2 separate regions of the Anas platyrhynchos genome follow, and region 2 is linked to region 1. Evidence: chromatin contacts called from public Hi-C data. All regions are on one chromosome and are shown on one strand. The core of a region is the stretch at or near the end of the contact, and the rest is flanking DNA. Distances in the headings are between cores, read along the strand shown.

Region 1 (4,610 bases), core at 807-3,306:
ACTCTATCCCATAGCAATGCTTGAATATGAAAAGCAATTTAACTTAGCTACTCAATTCAGCAATCAAATGATATAGAACTTTCTCCTCCACAAAACACTATCTTTCTCCTCTTTAAAGTCTTAGGGAGAAAAAGCCATCTGTTTTAAAAATTAGAAACATTTTTCTGGAATTTCACATTCTAAATATATAGAAATAACTTGATAAAAAAATTAGTATTTTGACATACCAGGCACTTTAAGAGTTAAAGGCAATATATAAAAAATGTTGCATCAGAGCAGCCTGTACAATGTCTTAGCATTTAAAGCTTCTGTAAGTGTAATGTATAAATTTAAAAGGATTTGGGAAAGAAACAGATAGGTAAGGTAGATTTTTTGCTATATTACTACAATGACTTTTTACGTTATATGCATACTGTATGAAGACCATCAAAAAGAACACTTCATTCTGAATGAGAATGTTATTGCAATCCATTTATGTAGGTAAATGTGATCAGAACAAAATAGTTCTGGAGAGAAAAAAAAAATGAGATCACTACTGAACAGGAGTCTTTTTTGGTTACTGCCACATGTCTCCCAACTCCATTTCATCCGTTCTTGGTTTTCACTGCATCTCAGCACATCTTTCTCATCTTGGGACTACAACATTATGATTATGAATTTGCAAGGCTCCTGCTTTTTCCATTTCTATTAATAAAGACAATCAAAAAGCATAAACATGCACTACCAATTACATCTGCTTTAATATACTGCTGATGGTTCAGCTGTACATTACATTTGGTGAGGCAACATCTGCACCACGATCAAAGTGAGAGGACTCCACGTTTCATTTTCACTAATTTGAACTGTATACCTTCATGTGATGTCATCTTGAGAACTACATTAAAGTTCATTTTGGTCTTTATCTACAACCACATCTGAAGAGTAATCTCCAAGATTACTTGCAATGAAAGTTGAATACATTTGCATTTATTAAAATAGACACTCAACTCCTTTGTATGCTGACATTTTAAACCCTAACCAAGGCTGCTTTCCTTACCTTGCTTTTTGACATAGAATGTGCTGTATCCTCTTTATTTTGTGACACATCATCCTTCCCTTTGTCAAAACCTTAAAGAAAAGACAGCATCATTGCAAATGATTTGAGTGCTTTACATTTTACAAGAGCTAGCCTTTGAAATAAATTTGCAAACTGTATTTAACATACAAAGCACAACCAAATCAGATTTTCAAACATCATATACATACTAGATCATCACATCAATTGAAAACGTATCAGTTATTGCTGTATAGGCTGAATTAAAACCCTCCGAGAGGTGAGAACAGTCCACTGCATTTGGACGGTGCTGCACCCAACCCAATGACCTGACCAGCTGAAAATACGATCAACAAAATTTGTCCTTTCAGCTCCCCATCTCCCTTACCCGCACACACAACACCAAATAAAGTCAGTTTGGGTTTGTTCATTTCTTTAGCTACAAATAATCATTAAAATCCACACATGTGAAAGCAAATCTACAACATGGATTAAGATTGCCAGTCGATTTCTTACAAGTGTGTTTCTTACAAGTACATGAAACAGGTTGCTCGTATTAGCCTCGAATTTATACTTTTGCCTCAACATACCTTATATTTAAAGTTCAAAACCCCACACTAACGTGAATGACTCACAACGCAGCCCCACCAGTTTCTCAGCACCCACAGAGCACAGTGAGTCACTGATGGTGGCCGGGACATGTGTGGCAGCAGAAGGGGGCCCACGACCTGCAGAAACGCTGCTGTGCAGCTGCCACGTCCCATGGGACAGCACACGGGGCTCTCCTTCCACGTTCAGAAAAATAATCTTGTGCAGTTACCAGACGGAACACATTAGTGACCCATTTTCTTTGAGAAGGTTGGTTCTAGCATAAGGTCTTCCAGACTGGAATAAAACAAATCCCTCGATGCATTTATTTGAGTCGAAATGCCACCACTTGCATGCCCCCCTGCCACACGGCAGAGCTGAAGGCAAGGAGCAGCCCAGGCAGCTGAAAGCCCGGAGGCCGGGCCCACCAGAGGGCACCACACCCGCACAAACTGCGGGCAGGAGGAGGCCCAGGCCCCATCCCAGCTCCCCCTGTCCACCCAGGCCACAACTTGGTCGGAGAAATTGGCCCTAACTCCTCTGACAGGATGGGATTCACCAGAGAGTTCACTTCATGTGCTTCAGGGGAGTGCATGCATGAGTATGCATGTGTGTGTAGGCTCCGTGCGGCCCACAAGAACTGAAAGTTTCTGTAGCAGTGTTGAGTAGTTTGTTTAATGAGGGATTTTTAAATTATTATTATTTTTTAAATTAATATCTTCACCCTTCCACCACTTACACCACCCAGAAATGCTAAGACAGCACTAATACCTCTATCACAAATACACATCTTGGGAAGTTTCAGCAAGTTATTGGGAAATCAGGTTGCTCTTCAGGTTATGTGAGAAATACAAGATTCCTCTTAGTTTTCATTCAGTAACCATTTTTTTTTCTTGTTATTTTCTTCTTTAATTTATTACCTTTTGCAGAGATTCTGATGAAGAACAGACTTAACTATATATATACATACTGCAATACAATTACATTTTACGTCTGTCTACACAAAACTTTACATGTCTTTACAGAAGCCCTTATACCCAGTTCATTAAACCCTTCCTTTTGACATGCTTTTAATGCATCTGTGAGGGCTTTGTTCAGCTAACAAAAACGTATAATGCAGAAGGCTATTTGGCCACAGGGAAGAAGTACCTAGACAGGCAGAAGATCTGTAGCACTGGGGAATTTGGCAAAAAATAATAATACAAAAATAATAGACGTGTCAAGATCCATAGCACAGAAGCCATGTTGGATACCTAAAACCAAATACTAAAGCACATTTTCAACAGGAACAGTAATTAGGTGCTGGAACAAAACAAAGGCCACCTCAAGCCTTAAAGGACAGGCCTACGTTCAGTGAGAAGTTACTGGATGTGATGCCAGTCTCAGGCAGTCAAACATGCACTAGAATCACAGTAATGATGTCTTATCCTCACCCCACACCCAAAACAAATCTCTAATTAGGAACCAAGTTCCACTGAAAATGTAACGTAGGGACTTCCTAATGACCTTCCAGGTTTCATTTATCTCTTTAAACACAGGCACAAAATACCTAGTGATGGGAATTGCCGAGGAAGTGCTATGTCAGGGTTGTGCTAACAGAAGAGAAGCTGTAATTCACAGCTTTCTTTATAAGCACAACAGCTTTAAGGACTTTATACACCCTTATCTAACATACACACATTTTGATTTTTATAAACAAGCTTTTCATCAGTATCACCAAGCAGAAATAGAACAGAGCAGTGTCAGAGGTGAAGACCAAAGCTGTGTTCCTGAACCTCACCTTCTCACTCCCAGTGCCTCAAGGCCAAGAGGTACACGCACTTGCTGCTTTACAAATGTGCCACCACACTTACTGATCCCTCCCTTAGCCACACAAACAGCAAAATGATGTCTGAGGGACTTGCTGGTGAATCCCAACTACTGAAGTCACGGTGCTGCAGAGTCTGGATCACTTCGCTCTATCTTGTCTCGGTTATTAACAAAAACCCAAGCAGTCAGCTCCATGTCCTGAGCTATCCTTTTTCTAGCTCCCCTCTCAGTGGAAGGAATAAGCTAACCCAGAATACAGCAGAAGGCCTTTCTCTCCATGTGACAAAATGTATGTTAAAAAAAAATATCATTATTCAGGTGCTACTCCAGTCACAACCTTCCTCAGCGTAACACACACTTTTGCCAGTGCATTTCCATAAAGACAGGGGCATGTCCATGCAGTAAATAGTTTTGTTTCTTATGAGAATAACTTGAGATGATACTTGCAGGGAAATCTGTACTGAAACATCACAAAAGGCTATATACAGGCCCCAACTGAGGACAACACACTCTGCTGGAGAAATACTTGGTCAAGGAAACAACAACATCCAAACAATTATTATTGATTCTGTGTATATTGTAAATGCTGTTTTCTCCCTTCCTGCTACCAGTTATGAACCAGAAGTTTCTCTACAGATATCTGACAAGGATAATAGCATAGCCAAGAACACTGTGCCTCAAAATGATGCTTTGTGTTATTGCTCTTCTTGTAGTTTTGTTAGCCCCAGAGGTACTAAAAGTTATACTTGATATTAATAAACACAAAAAAGTCACTGAAGTCACTGCCTGGAGCACAGGCTGCTAGGGCAGGAGGTAGTCTCTAATAAAAATAAAGTGTTTCAAGTTTTTCAATGTTTATCATCAGTGGTTTGAGGCTTAATATTTTAGTGTTCTTGCTACTTCCAGTCCTATAATTCAATAGGTAACTCTTTAATAGGGTAACCTTAACCCACCTTTCACAATGCAGAACTTCAAGTGATGAATTCCTTTTCTGTCACTCCTCACTATTAAATCTCTTGGATTTCTCTATCATTTTTTAATTTAAACTCATGAGAGCAATCTTCAGATGTAATAGCAAGCAAATGCAGTCTGAATTAGCCTTCAGAGCTGCAGATTAAGCCCCTAATATTATTTAAGGCACTTGCAGATTTATTTATTTTTAAGCACAAGTTGCACTACT
Region 2 (4,610 bases), core at 1,104-3,603, 57 kb after region 1:
ACAGCAAAACACTGCATGGGACTTTGACTGTGTGCAATCCAGAACCAGCCACGCCGAACAGAACCCTTCTGACTAACATCCAACCCTTCTGCTAATCAGCACCCTATTACAACAATTGTTTCCTAAACACTGCTCAGTTCACAGGGTTCAACACCTGACCTCTAAAAGGAAAGCACGCGTGCAATGGCAATCCTCAAAATACTAAGCTCCGTCAAGTCAACAGTACGAAATTATAAAACTGAATTGGCTGAAACAAACCAGTTGGAAAGCGCGCGACTTGCTGTTACCATGAGCTGGCCAAGTGTTTCTTTAAGATAAAGCCACGAGGAGCTGCTGCTATTCTGCTTCAACTGATGGAGTTTGAGGCAGAGAAACCATGTCCTTGAGCAAAAGTTAATTTAATAAAAAACACGTCCAAAATTTTGCAGATTGTACAAGCTTGGGGTCAAAGTAAGCGCACAAAGTAACAACATATTGTCTCTACTAATTCTCAATATTGTAAATGTTATTTTTTCAAAGGAAACAACTTACTTTTTTTTCCATTTCTGGTTACAATTTAGACCTTCTGACACCTAAAGAACTTGCAAAAGCTATGCTAGTCTTAACATCTGCTCAAACATTTTCCAGGGAAGTTCCAAGCGTGACACAGGGCCTGCTGCATTGCTCCAGCTGTAAGCTGAGCTCCACTCCTCATTGTGTATTAGTGGAGAGCTGTCAGCAGCAGAGGGAAGGAGGCAAACCCCGGGCAGGCTGAAGTTAAACAGAAAGGTTATCAACTTCAACCACAACACAAGACAACAGAAAAAGAAATCGCTCGAGCAAAATCCAGAAGCAGCCCTCTAAAAGAAACTGAAGCCTGTGGAAGAACTTCCCCCCCTCACCAAGACTGTGCCCATCACCTCCTGCATCTCAAACAGAGGCACTGCTGAACCATACAGCTGTCAACTACAGGTTATAACAAAAGCTAACTGAACGGGCTGTTTAGCAAAGTAGAAAAGCTTTATTAACTTGACATCAGCACAAACACGGAATGGGAAAGGAGGGGAAAAACGACGGTACCGTTCACTTAGTGCAGAGCTGCTCGACATCTAGCAGCTGTACTTCTTACTTCCTCAGCAGCGTGCCGAAACAGCCTAGGTGAAGAACCACGGTATTGCGTTTCCTGTCATGACAGGGACTGCGCAAGTACCTGCCACAAAAACCTCTCAGCTGTTCCCCGTCTCTTCAGCAGCACATCTGCCACGCAAGCGGGATCTGCATTAACGGCGTAGCATATTAAAAGCTATAAGTTACCTGACCAAGATTTCCGCATTACAGTTTGGGGAATGCCATCAAACTTTGATGCTTGCAGGGCTTCTGTTACACTGAGCGCAACTGAAGAAACCCCGCGCTCTGAGGCAGTCAGGCTACCCGGTTTCCTCACCGTGTCTTCACTGAAGGTCCTTTCACGTTTCCTTCACAATTCTCTCATTCGCTGAACACCACACGTTGCCGTTCTGCTTTTAATCACAGACCTGATTACCTCAGAGCTTGATGTAGGCTCGTAAAAAAACGCTGCCTGGCCCACCCGGGAGCTTCATCTCCGCGATGCCGTGCCCCTTCTGCAACAAATTCATCTTCTGCTCCCTAACAAAAGGCCAAGGGACCAGCACCAGAAAGCACCGAGCCCCCTAGCAGGCTTCTCGGTCACTTGGACATGACATTCACAGCCTGTGGGCACATCTCCCACTAACCCCAGCCTTTCGGTTTCCTCAGGAGTGACACCGGGACCACGCAGCGGGACCACTGCCGGTCCTGACCCCATTCCCTGCCCCAGCCCCGCATTTTGCTCCTGCAGCAGCACAAACTGCTCCTCGCCTCTACAAGTTACGGAGCCCGAGCACCGCGGGGAACCCCAGCAGCGCATCTGGGGCGCCCCGGGGCTGGCAGCCGATGGCCATTTTCTGAAGGCGCCGCGTTGGGGCGATTTCAGGGGAAAGCGGGCTTCAGAGGCGCTCTGCCCCTTACTTATGTCTGGGGGAGGGAAAAAGGGGTCTGTCCGACAAGGCTCCTGCACGCTGCGGCGGGGCAGACCCGCTCGTTTCATTTTATTTATTTATTTTTTTCCCCAAAAATTTCCCCAATCGGGTCGGTACCGAACGCGAGTTACCGCCCCGCTGCCCAAGCCTCGCCCCCCGCACCCCGCTCACCGCTCACCTCGCCTGCACCCTCCGGCGAAGCGGCTCGGCTCGGCTCGGCTCGGCTCGGCTCGGCTCGGCTCAGCCCGGCCCGCTGCGAGCAGAGCGGCGCCGTGCCCGTGCCCGCGCCCCTTCCCCTCCCACCCCCGTGCTCGTCCTCGTGCTCGGCCCCGGCCCCGGCGCGGCCCCGCCCCGCCGCTCCCCGGCCGCGCGCGCGCACGCGTAGGCGCGCACCCCGCTCCCCGGTCGCCGCTTGATCCCCTCATCCGCCGCCGCCAGCGGGCGGGGGCGAGCGCAGGCCCGCCCCGCCCCGTCACGGGGCTGCCGGCGGAGGGCCCGCCCCGCGGCTGAGGGGGCCGTGGGGGGCTGGATCCGCGTTTGTTTTTTAAAAAAATCGCACAGAACCATTAAGGTTGGCAAAGATCTCCAAAATCATCTGGTCCAACCGTCCCCTACCACCAATGTCACCCCCTAAAGCATGTCCCCAAGCACCACATCCAACCTTGCCTTGAGCACCCCCAGGGACGGTGACTCCACCGCCTCCCTGGGCAGCCCATCCCAGTGCCTAATTAGTCTTCCTGAGCAGAAATGTCTCCTCATTCCCACTCTGAACCTCCCCTGGCACAACTTGAGGCCATTCCCTCTCGTCCTACCACTGGTTATCTGCGACAAGAGGCTGACCCCCAGCTCCCCATCTCATTACAGGTCCCCTCATAGCAGTTTTAAACGTGCCACTGGCAATATAAAACCGCAGTGAGCAGCTCACATATCACATTCCCATCTTTAAAATAAAATGAAAATGTACCTCAGTTTTCATCACCTGCCAGCTGATACAACTGGAAGCAGCTGCAAACTGCTGAGTAACTTTTGGAAATGCTGAGCATCTTCTTTCCACTTACATCAAGAGAAAGTACCGTCAGGGCATTCAGAAGCGTTTGGCACCTTTGGCACTGCCCAGCTAACTAACGATGCAGAAAGTTGTCAAAGGATTAATGTTTCTGACCCCAAAAATAAGACTTCCAGCTCAATCTATTTTTCAGAGTATTATCTGCTGTACCTCATTATGTAGCAGTGTCACTAGGAGTCCATTATCTTGGGCTAATGTTCCACTCACAATCTTTTCATTCTGTTCCTTGAATAATCCGAGTTAATTAAAAGGCTGAGTATCTTTCATCAGTGCCTTTTTTTCCCTTTCAAATACTTCTGTAGAAATGTCTTGTATGTATTCCTGGCTGCAGCAGATTGCTTTTTTTTTTTTTTTTTTCCTTCCACAGCAATTAGGTACAAACTGTTGAAGAATACAGAGAACAATTATTTTCATTATTATAAATTATTTGAAGTTTCTTTGTACAAAGCTTTGTATAACTAAATGCTACTTCTCCCCAAAGGAAGGCTGTGGAAGGAGATAATTCACTCGTTTAAGAGTTACCCATGCAGGTTTTCTCCCTGTAGAGCTTTAATTCATGAGTTTAGTTGTGGTCTGGCTAACGGGCTGAGCATGGCTTTGGGCAGCAGTTCTGGCCGTGCATGCAATTCGTGACTCATTCCCACCTTGCCTTGTGGCAGAGCTCCTTTCTTTTGCAGCTATTTCCACAGTCACCAGATTTGCTTGGTAGCACCCTGAGAGCTCCAGCAAAAAACGTGCTCTTGAAGTCGTCCTGAAGAGCCACAGCAGGTCACGGTGTCCGACACAAGGAATATGACACCGGGCAGGGGGGGCAGCTAGGAGTCGGTTCACTTTGCAAGTGCGCGAGGTGAACCCATGCTGCGCTTTTTGCTTCTCCTGGAGGTCACCAGTAAACTCCTATTACTCATTCCCAAAGTGCTTTCTTAGCATTACAGTGCTTGTATTTTGATCTGTGGTAGAAGCGTGAGGCTGTCAGCACACCAAAACAGCAATCATTTATGGAGAAGCTCAGTCCTCTGCTCACATGGCTTAAACTGAATCAAATAAATGCTGACATGGGTTCTCAAAGGTTGCACAATCGTGGATTATATCACAGACATTTTGTTTAGGGACCTCTTATGGTGAGGGGAAAATAACCACAAACCATATTTTCATATCTGAGAACCTGGAATGCTAATAAGTAGTGGGAGTTTGTTCCTCACTCATTTGGACTGTCAGGTGGAAGAAACACTTAACTGGCACCACAAATACATTGAGTGGTGAAAACATTTGCCTACATCGCATGTGCCTGTGTAACAGATCTGCTGTGAAGCATGCCTGTGACCAGGTATCACGTAGCAGAGGGGTAACAGAGGTGGCAGGGCAGGGTCCGCACCAGCCAGGCTGCAGTTTCACAGCACCCAGACAGGACAGACATGGAGATGGTGGCCATGTTCAGCCAAGCATCCAGGGAATATCACGGTGAAGAGGTGGGTTCAAGGCGAAGCCAGGAATGAGATGCCTAGGCCACAGCTGGATCAGGTCCA

The links. A called contact is a pair of places that touch in the nucleus more often than the background predicts.
Region 2: a contact with region 1 is called in a Hi-C map of subcutaneous adipose tissue, with 2.4 times the contacts expected there. The contact joins the promoter of OSBPL8 here to the enhancer-like site in region 1. A contact is called at or near these places in 5 of 8 Hi-C or Micro-C datasets (F1 follicle, liver, skeletal muscle and 2 more).

Annotation. Positions count from the first base shown.
Region 1 is chr1:40,225,980-40,230,589 of IASCAAS_PekinDuck_T2T, forward strand. It overlaps OSBPL8 (oxysterol binding protein like 8), which reads right to left. Exons shown (of 24, transcript XM_027454754.3): 5 at 1,037-1,107. Among named protein-coding and RNA genes, the nearest start is that of BBS10, 31 kb to the left of the region's middle. Within about 2 kb of position 2,057, at least 2 of the 8 cell types and tissues checked have an H3K27ac peak or open chromatin away from gene starts, as enhancers often do. A contact at or near this core is called in subcutaneous adipose tissue, where this site is marked.
Region 2 is chr1:40,282,883-40,287,492 of IASCAAS_PekinDuck_T2T, forward strand. It overlaps OSBPL8 (oxysterol binding protein like 8), which reads right to left and starts at 2,354. Exons shown (of 24, transcript XM_027454754.3): 1 at 2,197-2,354.